Linked DNA regions of Mus musculus: region 1 is linked to region 2. Evidence: chromatin contacts called from public Hi-C data. All regions are on one chromosome and are shown on one strand. The core of a region is the stretch at or near the end of the contact, and the rest is flanking DNA. Distances in the headings are between cores, read along the strand shown. Region 1 overlaps Pitx1 (paired-like homeodomain transcription factor 1). Region 2 overlaps Pcbd2 (pterin 4 alpha carbinolamine dehydratase/dimerization cofactor of hepatocyte nuclear factor 1 alpha (TCF1) 2).

The links. Hi-C and Micro-C count contacts between places; a contact is called where the count stands out from the background.
Region 1: a contact with region 2 is called in a Hi-C map of cranial neural crest, with 2.4 times the contacts expected there. The contact joins two enhancer-like sites. A contact is called at or near these places in 3 of 39 promoter capture datasets (the 3T3-L1 cell line, embryonic stem cells and stem cell-derived epiblast-like cells), 7 of 484 Hi-C or Micro-C datasets (cranial neural crest, embryonic fibroblasts, embryonic limb bud and 2 more) and 3 of 115 datasets of contacts at active chromatin or transcription factors (craniofacial prominence, embryonic limb bud and embryonic stem cells).

The regions. Positions count from the first base shown.
Region 1 is chr13:55,823,975-55,829,355 of GRCm38.p6, forward strand. It overlaps Pitx1 (paired-like homeodomain transcription factor 1), which reads right to left. Exons shown (of 3, transcript NM_011097.2): 2 at 4,466-4,701; 3 at 1,080-2,637. The coding sequence ends at 2,095. It also overlaps a transcript of Catsper3 not described here. Among named protein-coding and RNA genes, the nearest start is that of Pitx1, 4.8 kb to the right of the region's middle. Within about 2 kb of position 1,442, at least 21 of the 459 cell types and tissues checked have an H3K27ac peak or open chromatin away from gene starts, as enhancers often do.
Region 2 is chr13:55,759,243-55,765,253 of GRCm38.p6, forward strand. All of the region lies in intron 2 of Pcbd2 (pterin 4 alpha carbinolamine dehydratase/dimerization cofactor of hepatocyte nuclear factor 1 alpha (TCF1) 2), which reads left to right. Among named protein-coding and RNA genes, the nearest start is that of 4930451E10Rik, 22 kb to the right of the region's middle. Within about 2 kb of position 1,974, at least 7 of the 459 cell types and tissues checked have an H3K27ac peak or open chromatin away from gene starts, as enhancers often do.

The DNA of each region.
Region 1 (5,381 bases), core at 192-2,691, 64 kb after region 2:
GGTGGCCAGGCTGCAGCCCCTTACCCCAAACTTCCCTCCCCTTCCATTCTCCCCCAGCCTGTGTATCTGGCCTTGGCTATACTGCAAGTTCCATATCTTCGGGCTGACCTGACCTCCAAGGAGGGCCTCTCCATCGGTTCATCTGAGCGAGAGAAGACTGGTGGAAAGATGTCTGGCTTTGGAATCTCAAGGCCTATTTGCTTAGTGTGACCTTGGCTGGGTTAGAGACTCCCAGGGCCTGGGTTCCATCTGCAGAACAGAGCCAGGTCGGTGATGACCTGGTTTGAGATCGCTCTTCCTTCGTGACTAATCCTGTGGCTGTGCCCATCCCAGCCAGGGCTTGCCTGAGTCCAGCTCCAGGGCAGTGCCAATCTCCACCACAAGGTGATACTGAAGTGGAGCGGGAGCCCCTCCTCCCTCCCCCGCAGCAGCTGCAAACATTTTGTTTTGCCATTAGAAGTGACTTACTTAAGGGAAGCAGAATTTTACAGGCAGTTTACAGGCTGGTCTTGTTCAGTAGTTTCCAAAAGCCAGGGGTGGGGGGCAGAGGCGGCCAGCAGCCTCCATAAGTTGAGATAGAGGAGAAGTGAGAAGTGAGCCTGGGTGGACACTTTCTCTTAGAGTCGCATGCCCCTAGGTGGAAGCTAGGAAGTAATTGGGGCACTAGGAGAACAGGCAGAGGCCAGTCCGGCTAGACTGTGGAGCATCTGGTGCCCAGAGCTGGACTCTAAGGGCATGAGGGGATGGGGCCATGGGAGAACAGATAGCCCCAGCCCTAAATGGTGCTCAGAGAGTGTGCCCCTATGATCTAGGTCAGTAAGTGTTCTCACTTACCCTGGGAATCTGAGGATCAAGCCGGCAAAGCTTGTGGGAGTTGGAGTTGGGTGTCTAGAGGGGGAGAGGTGTCTCCTCACTGAGAGGCTGAGGGAAGGAGCTGGTCAGAAATAGGGGTGGGGAACCCTTGCCCCGTCTCCCCCCCACCGCCCCCCCCACCGCCCTCCAAGTCAGGGAGGCTCAGTTCTCAGTTCGACGTCGGCCTCCCTCTTCAGTTGAATGAAGCAGCTAGGGCTCAGTGGTGCTTAGCACGCTCCGACTATGGTTTTAATAGACGTACATGGACAAGTTGATATAGACAGATTTATAATTCTATACAGTCAGTCCGACATACACAGGGACGCTGTAAACGGGCGCGGGCCGGAGAGCGGGTGTGCAAAGTGGGCGGGGGCCCTGGGGCTGTGGCCCCTCGCTCTCCTGGCTCGACTCTTGCACGGGCAGGCGGACAGTGGAGAAGGGGGCTGTTCGCTGGGCCACCTCCTGGACCCAGAGTGGAGCAGAGGGCCGGGCTAGCGGCTAAGCTTGGGGCTGGGGAACTCAGAGCTGAGCCCTTCTCCTCCTGCTGCTGGCTGGCCTCGGCCAGCTGCGGCTCAGTGGCCTCAAGTGTGCGGCTCCAGAGCTCAGTGCTGCTGGGCTCTTCCTGGCATCCCGGGACCTTAGGCTAATCCAGCGCAAACGCCAGATCCTCGGCGACGCAGCCATCCTCAGCCAGGCGTAAACTCCAGCAGTGATCCGCGCCCGCGTGCACTCGGACGGGTCGGGCTAGGAGAGGGCGCCTCGGTTCTTGACCGGGTGAACGATCCCAGGGCCTCCAGGTTCCCTACATTCAGTTCACGGGTTGAGGCGCTCCGGCGGGGACGCGCGGCATCTTCTCCGAACACTGGCTTCTCCCCGCCATGTCCCATTGGTGTAGTGGACAGCTGGGATCCCGGGTTTGAACGCACCATCTGCGCCATCGCCAGGGACATTGCAACTTACCCCCACCTCCAGCATTTTTCTCCGACGTCTTTTTTTTTTTTCTTTTTTTTTCTTTCTTCCCCACCCGACCCCCTCCCTTGGCTTGCTTTCTTTTCTTTTCATTCATTGGGGGACAGAGCGGGGGTCTGGAAAAAGCAAACACAAAACCAACCTGGAGGCGGGGTGGGGAGGAAGGGGCTGCGCAGAGGTGAGGTCCGAGGAGCTGCGAGCGCCCCGCGTGCTCCCGCGCGCTCCCTTCTGTGAGCCTTGCTGGCCGGCGGCCCCGGGGACCAGGCGGGGCGGTCAGCTGTTGTACTGGCAAGCGTTGAGCCCCGACGCCGGACCCTGCAGACCGCCATAGCCAAACGACGAGTGCTGCTTGGACTTGAGCCGCAGGCTGGCAAGGCTCGAGTTGCACGTGTCCCGGTAGACGCTGTAGGGCGAGGCTGGGGTGCCGTAGGGGCAGGCGCCCGGCGACATGGCCGAGTTGAGCGAGGAGCCGGTGAGGTTGTTGATGTTGTTGAGGCCCGAGTTGGGCATGCCGGGCACGGCGCCCGGGCCCATGCTGGACGGCATGGTCATGGAAGAGATGGAGCTGGGGGCCGAGAACATGGATTGAGAGGAGAGCGGGCTCATGGAGTTGAAGAAGGTAAAGCTCTTGGTAGACAGCGGCGCCGGGGCCAGGCTCTTGGCCGCCCAGTTGTTGTAGGAGTAGCCGGCAGCGTACACGTCCTCGTAGGGCTGCACCAGGCCGCTGAACTGCGGCACATAGCCGCCCTTGCACAGGTCCAACTGCTGGTTCCGCTCCCGCTTGCGCCATTTGGCTCGCCGGTTCTTGAACCAGACCTGGAGAAGCCAGCGGGAGAAACGTCAGGGCCGCGGTGGCCAGGAAGGGTCCTCACCCCCAACTCTGCAGCCTCCTCTCCTAACACCCCGTATTTTCTTCGGCCTCTGCCGAGATTTTCTGTAATGGTTCCCTTCGCGTCTCCAGAAAATACGAGCCCTCTCCTCTTCCCCCACACCCCCCCCTGCTTTTTTTTATCCTCTTCCCCAAGTTAAATTTATTTTCTTTTTCTGACTCGGATTCTCTTTTGTTTGAACAAATATTCGTTTTCTTTTCTCCCTCCCAACCTGTCTTCTTTCTGCCATCTCTCTCCAAATGGGGTACCACCACCCTCTTAGTAGTTCAATCTTTTTCGTCTCCTTCAAACACAAAAAGTATTTTTCTTCCTCAAAACTGACCATCTCCGATTTTTCAGACGAGTTTCGTTGTTCAACTATTTTGTTTTCATCGGCATTTATTACATTTAATAATTTTTCTCCTCCCAAAATGTAAATTTTTGTCCACTTCTTGACTATCTAAACTCCAGTCTGGTTTTTTTCTTTATTTCTTGTCCCCATTTTATTCTTTTCTAAATATTTAGTTTATCCCTTCTTTACAGATATCTGACCCTCACTGTTTCCCTTAAATAGTCGATCCTTTCTTTTTCTAAATGCCTAACCTCTTTGCTTCCCTTAAATATTTAATTTCTTTCCTGCTGCCTAAATATAATCCAAATATGTTTCTCTGCAAATATTTAATTTCTGTAAGTTTATTAGTTTCCCTCTAATCTCCACCTCTGTTTTCTCCTAAAAACTTTGGTAAGGACCACTTTTCTCTCCCTGACCACGTCTTCCCCGACTTCCCCTATCTTCCCAACATTGGCCCCCGACCTCCTAGCTCATTCTCCAGGCCAGGATCCCTGTACCCCAGCCTTTCCCAGGCCCTGATTCTATCTACCCAACCCCACACCATCCCCACTCCCATAAACCTGGGCAGGATTAGTGAGCTCCGAATTACAGGGTGAAGGTCTGCTGCATCCAGGCTCCCACTGGGTCGGACCAGCCTCACTGGGGAGGGCTGAAGGTTGGGCTTATGGCAGGGGCTCCACGAGGCAGGTGGGACTTTGGTCTGGCTTGAGAAGTGCTCCCAGTGTCTGATTAAATATTTGCCCACCCAGGGAAGAAATGATTTCCTTACTTCTCCTGAAGGAGCGGGTAGCATTTGCTGGGAACTGTGGAAGGTGCCAGAATACAGTGTGGCCTTGGGTCTGGGACCTTACATCTGTAAAGTGTAGTGGAAGGGCCACTCACTATCAGCGTCCCGCTCCACATGACCCCAGACCTACAGTGGGAAAGGGCATTAGGCAAAGGTCCAGCTAGTACCTGGCTGACTGGCCAGAAAAGATGGAGAATATTCCAAAAACAGTTTGGAGAAGGGAAATTCAGAATGAGATCACAGTTCCAAGAAGTTTGAGATACCCCAACTCAAGCACCTTTCAGGCCTCTCTGAGGCAGCCAGGCACGACCTGTCTTTCCCTTTCGTTTTCCAGGGGATGAAGGCTTAAAGCTCCCGAGGTCCTTAGCGGCAGAGAATCCTCTGCCCAATCTCCGGCTCTGAGTAATTCTGACAGAGTTCAGGGCAGGGACAGGGTCTTCCGACAGGGGCTTGCAGTAGCTCCTGTGGGACAGGTAAAAGGGCTAAGAAAGCAGTAGCCCAGGGACCTGGCTGACGTGGGTGGCTGGCTGGGGCCTAAAGTGGGGTCTCCTACGAAGCAAGGTCCGCGAGGTCAGAGTTGTAAGTCTAAGCTACTGAGTGCCAGCCGGTAGCCCTCTGCACGCGCCCCACGCTCACCCGCACTCGCGGTTCAGTGAGGTTGGTCCACACCGCGATCTCCTCTCTCATGCTCATGTCGGGGTAGCGGTTCCTTTGGAACGTGGCCTCCAGCTCTTGCAACTGCTGGCTTGTGAAGTGAGTGCGTTGCCGCCGCTGTTTCTTCTTCTTAGCTGGGTCCTCTGCACCGCCGCCGCAGCCAGCACTGCCCGCGCCACCATCCTCTGGCCCCTTGGCTTCCCCACCGCGCTCCTTGTCTGCAGCAGGTAGGAATGGGCGCGAGTCACCTCGGGCTAACACTATCGCGCCCGGTCCCGGCTCCACCGAAGCGCCTGCCGTCAGCGGTGGCTTCCCTCCCTCCATCCAGGGGCCCTGGGAACTGTTTCCCCGCTGGAAAGGAAGGGCCGGGTGCCGGTTCTCAGTAAGCACCCCTAGATCTGGCGTGCCACAGCAAAGAGCCCGGGAGCCACATCTGGGCCTGGGTTCCCAGCTAGGCAGGGCCTGCTTCTGCAGCTCGCTGGCTGCGGCCCTGCTGAGACTCTTGAAGGTCTAAATCTGAGCGGACACCTCAGCTTTCCTGAACGGGCATCAAAACTTTCCAGCTGAAGCTAGCATATCTGTGGGGTAAGAGCCATGTAGTCGCCTGGAATGTTGTTCTTGCCAGGGCTGTGTCAGAGCCGCAACTTAGCTTGGATCCCAGCCTTACCGGCCTCGGATTCTGAGGTCTAGAAAACCCTCCATTTGCAGCCTAGACAGACATATTCTGTCTAAGTGACCCGGGCCTCTCTGTCTCTTTAAAGCTACTCAAGATGCACACAGTAGTCAATAGCATTCAAACATAACGCAAAGGAACTACAAACCAAAACGGAGCCCTAGAAAAGCTCAGAGCTCTCTCCCTAGAAACAGAAAGGTGCACAAACCCTCAGAGCCAGGGAGG
Region 2 (6,011 bases), core at 724-3,223:
AAACATATGTGCAGGTGCACATGCAGTGAAAACATCACAGAAGCAAGTAGCAAGTGTGTGTGGGAGCTCACTCCATGTATATGTGTTTACATGCATGTGCACACATGCAAGCATGTGGAGGCCAGAAGTCACCTTGTTTTTCTGTCAGGTCTCTCACTGACCTGGAGCTGGCCTGTTTGGGTAGACTGGCTGGCTCAAAAGCACTAGGGGTCCCCCTGTCCCTCCTTCCCCAGTGCTGGGATGCCTCACGGTGGTGGGGATTGAACACAGGTTCTTACATGTATGTGGCAAATACTTTACTGACTGAGCCATTTTCTTGGCTCAGAAAACCAACTTGTAATGGAAAGTCATAGCTTTTTTGTTGTTGTTGTGACAGAGAATTCTGCTGTGTAAATAAGGTGACTTAGAATCGTGTAGCCAAGTTTGGTTTTGAGCTCAAAATTTACCCCCTGTCCTCCCCTCAGCCTCAGCTGCTACTGGTGCTCCTCCTCTTCTTCCTCCTCTTCCTCCTCCTCCTCCCCCTCCTCTTTCTCCTCTTCCACCTCTTCTTCCTCCTCTTCTAGTTCTTCTGATTTTTGGTTAAAGACAGTTGTGAGCTGGCACGTAGATGCTAGGAACTGAACCCAACTCCTCTGCAAGAGTAACAATTGCTTTTAATCACTGAGTCATTCCCCTCCCCTCCCCTTCCCCTCCCCTCCCCCTCCCCTCCCCCTCCCCTTCCCCTTCCCCTCTCTTCTCTCTCCCTCCTTGCCTTCCCCATCTCTGGTTTTTTTTTTTTTTTTTTTTTTTTTGAGATGGGGTTTTTCTGTGTAGCCCTGCCTTTCCTGGAACTCATTCTGTAGACCAGGTTGGCCTTGAATTCGGAGATCCACCTGCCTCTTTCTCCTGAGTGCTGGGATCTGCCTCAGCCTCTTGAGTGTTACAGGTGTAGTTGGGCCTTGGTGATGCATGCCTCAGTTCCAGCACTTGACATGCAGAGGCAGGTGGATCTCTGTGAGTTTGAGGGCAGCCTGGTCTACAGAGTGAATTCAAAGACAGCCAGGGCTACACAAAGAAATCCTGTCTCAAGAAAACAGAAAACAGAATTACAGGCACGTCCTACCGTGCACTCTGTTGGTAAGTGTTAACTTGAAATGCCACCAGAACTGCAGACTGCCTTAGACTTTTACAAGTTTGTTACTTGCGATAAGGCACTCCCAAATTGTGTTTTTCCTTTGAATTTCCACAGCAGCAAGTTGTAGGTTGTGAAAAATAGAGATGCCACCACCTATATCCTCTATTCCTGCACAGATACCTGTGACAGTCAATCTGTGGTGATGGGGAAGGAAGTGAGCTCCAGGCAGGACTGGGTGGTGATGTCATGTGGACCACAGTGGAGCTGGGATGGGGAAGCAGGCAGGGCATCGACGTCCTGTCTTACTCCGTTGTGTTTCATCGATCCAGTGATTCTATGGCAGAGCTGTTTCACACTGGTCTTTTTGGGCAGAGGTTATTATGTGTATTTGCCTGGGTAAGCACATTGATAAACTTGTAATAAAGTGCATCAGACCGTTTCCTTGGCAGGGCCGACCAGAACGGCCTGTGAGGCAGAGCTGTTTCCAATGGAGCGTGGAAAGCTTTGAAAGCAACATTTGAAACCACCCTAGGACTATTGTCTGTTTTCCTCTTCCCCAACCACGTTTATAAAGATTCGGGCAGACAAGCATTTCATTCTGACTTCAGATATTCTCAGTGACTCGTTATCTGCCCGGCGGCGGCGCCTGCGCAACCCCCGCACTTTTTCTTTCACTCATGAAACTCTAAACCCTTTCCTCACCTCCTCCCAGAAACCTGGTGCCCGTGGGCTCTCCTGTGTTTGGAGGGTGAAGGGAAGCAGGCCTCCGAGAAAGCCTGGAATTTGAAGTGTGCGACTCAACTGTAGCTGTGAACCAGACAGGAACACGGCCAGGCCGTGCCCAACTGTTTGTCTGTCTTCTACCAGGATTCTTCACTGCAGAAGACAGTGGTTAGCTTGGGCATCTGGTTAATCAAATCATGCGTCCCCTGTAAGCATTACAAGAGGCATGATTGAGGCATTTGTAAAAATTTGGCTCATAGTAAGTCTCATCATAATTTAAAAAAAAAAAAAAGAATTACTTTCTTTGCTGACATTAAAACCCAAAGCCAGCTGAGAGGCTGTGGTTCCTACCACTACACCTGGTCCACATTGTGCTGGTTGAATCCGCCTTTGCTTCACTGTAAATGATTTTGAGGGTGGAATTCTTGTATTGTTTTCTGTCTTGTAAGCCCTTGACATTGCACGGTACCTGTGCGCTCGCAAACCCTGAACAAGGGAAGGGCCGGCTCGGCCTCCCACCGAAAGGCGGGTTTGCTGCATTTGTTCTTCGTGCTCTAGAAGGAGGAAACGCTATGACAATAAACAGAAATGCCTTTGCTGAAGAGAAGAGGAGAGCTGGTGTTTATCTAGTCAGGTGGTTTAGATTAGCTGTGATGCGGTTCTGTATTATGTTACTTTAAATCATTGTGTCCCAACAGGACATAAATTATGAAGATTGTTACAGTATGTTTCATCCTATGTAAGATCAACAAATTGGAATAATTTTTTTTATAGGAAAATCACAGTGCTTTCAGTCAGGACTATTGAAGCCTTTAATTTGACTCCGGTATTTCTCAGATATTATTGCCTAATATGTAAAATATGATTTGCATAAGATATGAAATAATAAGCTTTCGAAACAAGAGGGAGGAATCTCTCCCTTGCACTTGGATGGACGGCAGTCTACTCCCTCCGGCCTCTGTCCGCACTGCAGGGCACTCGTGCCTGCTCCTTCCTTGCTGGGCTAGCCTCTGCTCTGCCTGCCGCCCGCCCGTATCCTCAGCTGCCCAGAGATGTGACAGGCCCAAGGGCGTGCAAACGTTGTTTGTACACAGTCAGGAAAACACTTTCTCCAAATACATGGTTAATAGAAAGTAAGTTCCACGCTGAAGCCCTGCTAACTCAGAGTCGGATGTTAAAGTAATTCATGTATGGATATTGACGAGTAATGACTTAAAAATACATTCCCTGAGTATTTCCTCCGTTCTTCACTCTCTTCTGAGCTACACTGCATCTCTGAACTTTTGATGTGGGTCTGCTGTCAGCCGTACTTTACCAAGTTTATTTGGTCACAAAGAACACATGTTTTAGCTTAAAAATTAGTTTGTGTATGACGGGGTCCCGTGAACGTGGCACATGGTCTGCACACTGAAGTCCTGTCGTTATGAGCACTCTTCCTTCCCACGGTGACAATAAGAGACTCACAGGCATTAAGGATTCAGAGTGATTAGTAGGGGTATGAAGTTTATTCGGGACCCTGGGAGGAGACATACCCAGAATTCAAACTTTTCAGGGTACGACGGTGGCACTACCCATCTGAATGCCAAGTCTTCGATACCAAAAATAAAGCGAGTGCTAAGCTTTCTTACTCCCTGTGGCCGGGAGCCCTTTCTCTTGACTTGCTTAGTAATGCTGTTTGAAACACACACACACAAAACTCCATGTTCCTTCTTCCACTCCACAAGGGCGGGACTTCAATTCTCCTTCAGCTTCACCTTAACAGGTGGTGACAAATTCTGACTACACGGTGGCTTGCTTCAGGTCAGTGTCTGAAGGCAGGTGGAAGTGCCATCCCATGGTCAGCGCTGTGGCGTGCTCCTCCACACATGCACATGCACACGCGCGCGCACACACACATACACACATGCCTACCCCTTCTGAGACCGCCTCTTTCCTGGTTGCTGTCTGCTTGGCACTGCCGCCGGGAACTTGGTTCTGGTGGCCGTTTTCCTTCCAGCAATGAGTTGCCATCATCGGTCTCTGGTGCTCCTCTGTGAAGTTATCAGGATGCCCGATACTTGATTGATGTATTTTTCCTTACAGAAAATATTGGCAAATGTGGTAGAAACTACTTTAAAAATCCTGAGGGAATTGGATTCTTGGTTTAAAACAAAGTAAAAGAAAGAATATCTGTCGATCTGTGAGTGTTCTGCAGACATGTTTGTGCTACCAGATAATCCGTGATGTGAAGTGTGAGGCTACAGACCAGAACATGATGTATAATGTACATACATCCACATCATGTATATACTGTAATGTATACTGTATGCGCACCCACAGGAAGTATGTACTGTACTTGGTAATTGGTGTTATTTTTCTTTCAAATATTTGTGACCCTCCTTCTGCTCTGAGTGCTCTGTCTGCCTGAGATATGTTCTCCTCCCCCACTGTCTCCCTCAGCTCTTGTCTTCCGTTTAACGTGTGCTAGAGGAAGTAGAAGCCTGCCCTTTCTGTCTCCTGGAAAAGAGAGTGCGGAGACTCCTTGTGGCTTCACCTCTTATAGCCCTGGACCGTACAAGTGTTAGTGGTGTCTTGAAAGTGGCTAATTGATTGTGAGGAGAAGTGGGGTGGACCTGGGGCTCGTTTGGCGGAGTCATGGATGATGACGCCCCACGTTTAGTCCCTAGTATTGAGTAAACTGGGCGTGGTGGTGCATGCTTGTAATCCCAACACCAGGGAGACGGAGGTGGTGGGAGGATCAGAAGATGCAGGTCATAGTCAGCCACGGGAGCTCAAAGTCAGCTTGGGATCCATGAGACCTGTCTCAGAAAAGGAAAATGCAGCCGGCCATGTGACCTTGGTGTTTGGGAGGCTGAGGCAAAGGAGGGTTTCTGTCAATCAGGAACAGACTGCTACTTTTGCATCATCTTCTCTTTTTAATGTATTTGGCATGATACTGTGAATTCACATGGTTTGAAGCCTGGCAGTGAAGAGAGACACTTTTCCTGTAGAACACTGGACTTTTATAATGATGAGAATATCAAGGAGCTTAAGGTTCAGTTTTTTTCAGAAATTGCTAAAAGCAACAATGAAAACCAAAAGACCCCAAAGATCCTTGGAAATCTTTGTAATAATTCTCACTTCATAAGACCTTGAAGCTTAGAAATCAGCTTATATCAGAGGATCCTGTAAGGAAGCCCCAGTAGGGGGCTGCATGTGGCAGTGAGCGGTAGGGTATCAGTATCAGTCAATGTTGTGACATTAGACAACTCCACTGAGTGCTCTTTTCGCGCTCTTTTTGTGCTGGTTTTGGAGCTGTGCCTTGGTCTGCATTAGCTGACGAGAGTGGTCAGGAGACTGGTGGCATGCACTGCTTCGAAGAGTGCAAACTTGAGAGTTGAAGGGGACCCTAGTCAGACTGGGCAGCTGTCTGCTCAAGAGTAGCCACAGGGGATATAGGGGAGGAGTGGGTCTGTGTGTGGAGGAGGCCAGCAATAGTGGTGGTCTTTCTGAGGAAAGAGCAAGTTGAGTAGAATGTCTTTTTGGGGTACAAATCAGTTTCCTGGACTCTGAAGAGCTCTAACTGAATAGATAGAAGTGAAGGTGGATGTCGTGTGGAGGACTGAATGTCTTCAGACTGCTGCCCTGGGAGCTGGATGCTTCTGTGGCTAGAGCTGGGTGTTTCTGTGGCTAGAGCTGGGTGCTTCTGTGGCTAGAGCTGGGTGCTTCTGTGGCTAGAGCTGGGTGCTTCTGTGGCTAGAGCTGGGTGCTTCTGTGGCTAGAGCTGGGTGCTTCTGTGGCTAGAGCTGGGTGCTTCTGTGGCTAGAGCTGGGAGCTTCTGTGGCTAGAGCTGGGTGCTTCTGTGGCTAGAGCTGGGTGCTTCTGTGGCTAGAGCTGGGTGCTTCTGTGGCTAGAGCTGGGTGCTTCTGTGGCTAGAGCTGGGTGCTTCTGTGGCTAGAGCTGGGTGCTTCTGTGGCTAGAGCTGGGTGCTTCTGTGGCTAGAGCTGGGTGCTTCTGTGGCTAGAGCTGGGTGCTTCTGTGGCTAGAGCTGGGTGCTTCTGTGGCTAGCCGCCTACTGGGGAAGGGAGGCTTCACTGGGGTAGAGTGGCTGGCTCTACCTGAGGGCATGAGACAATTGCGTGAGAAAGCCAGTTGTGTTTTAGAGATGGGCATTCTTGTCCCAGGTTGTTGGAAA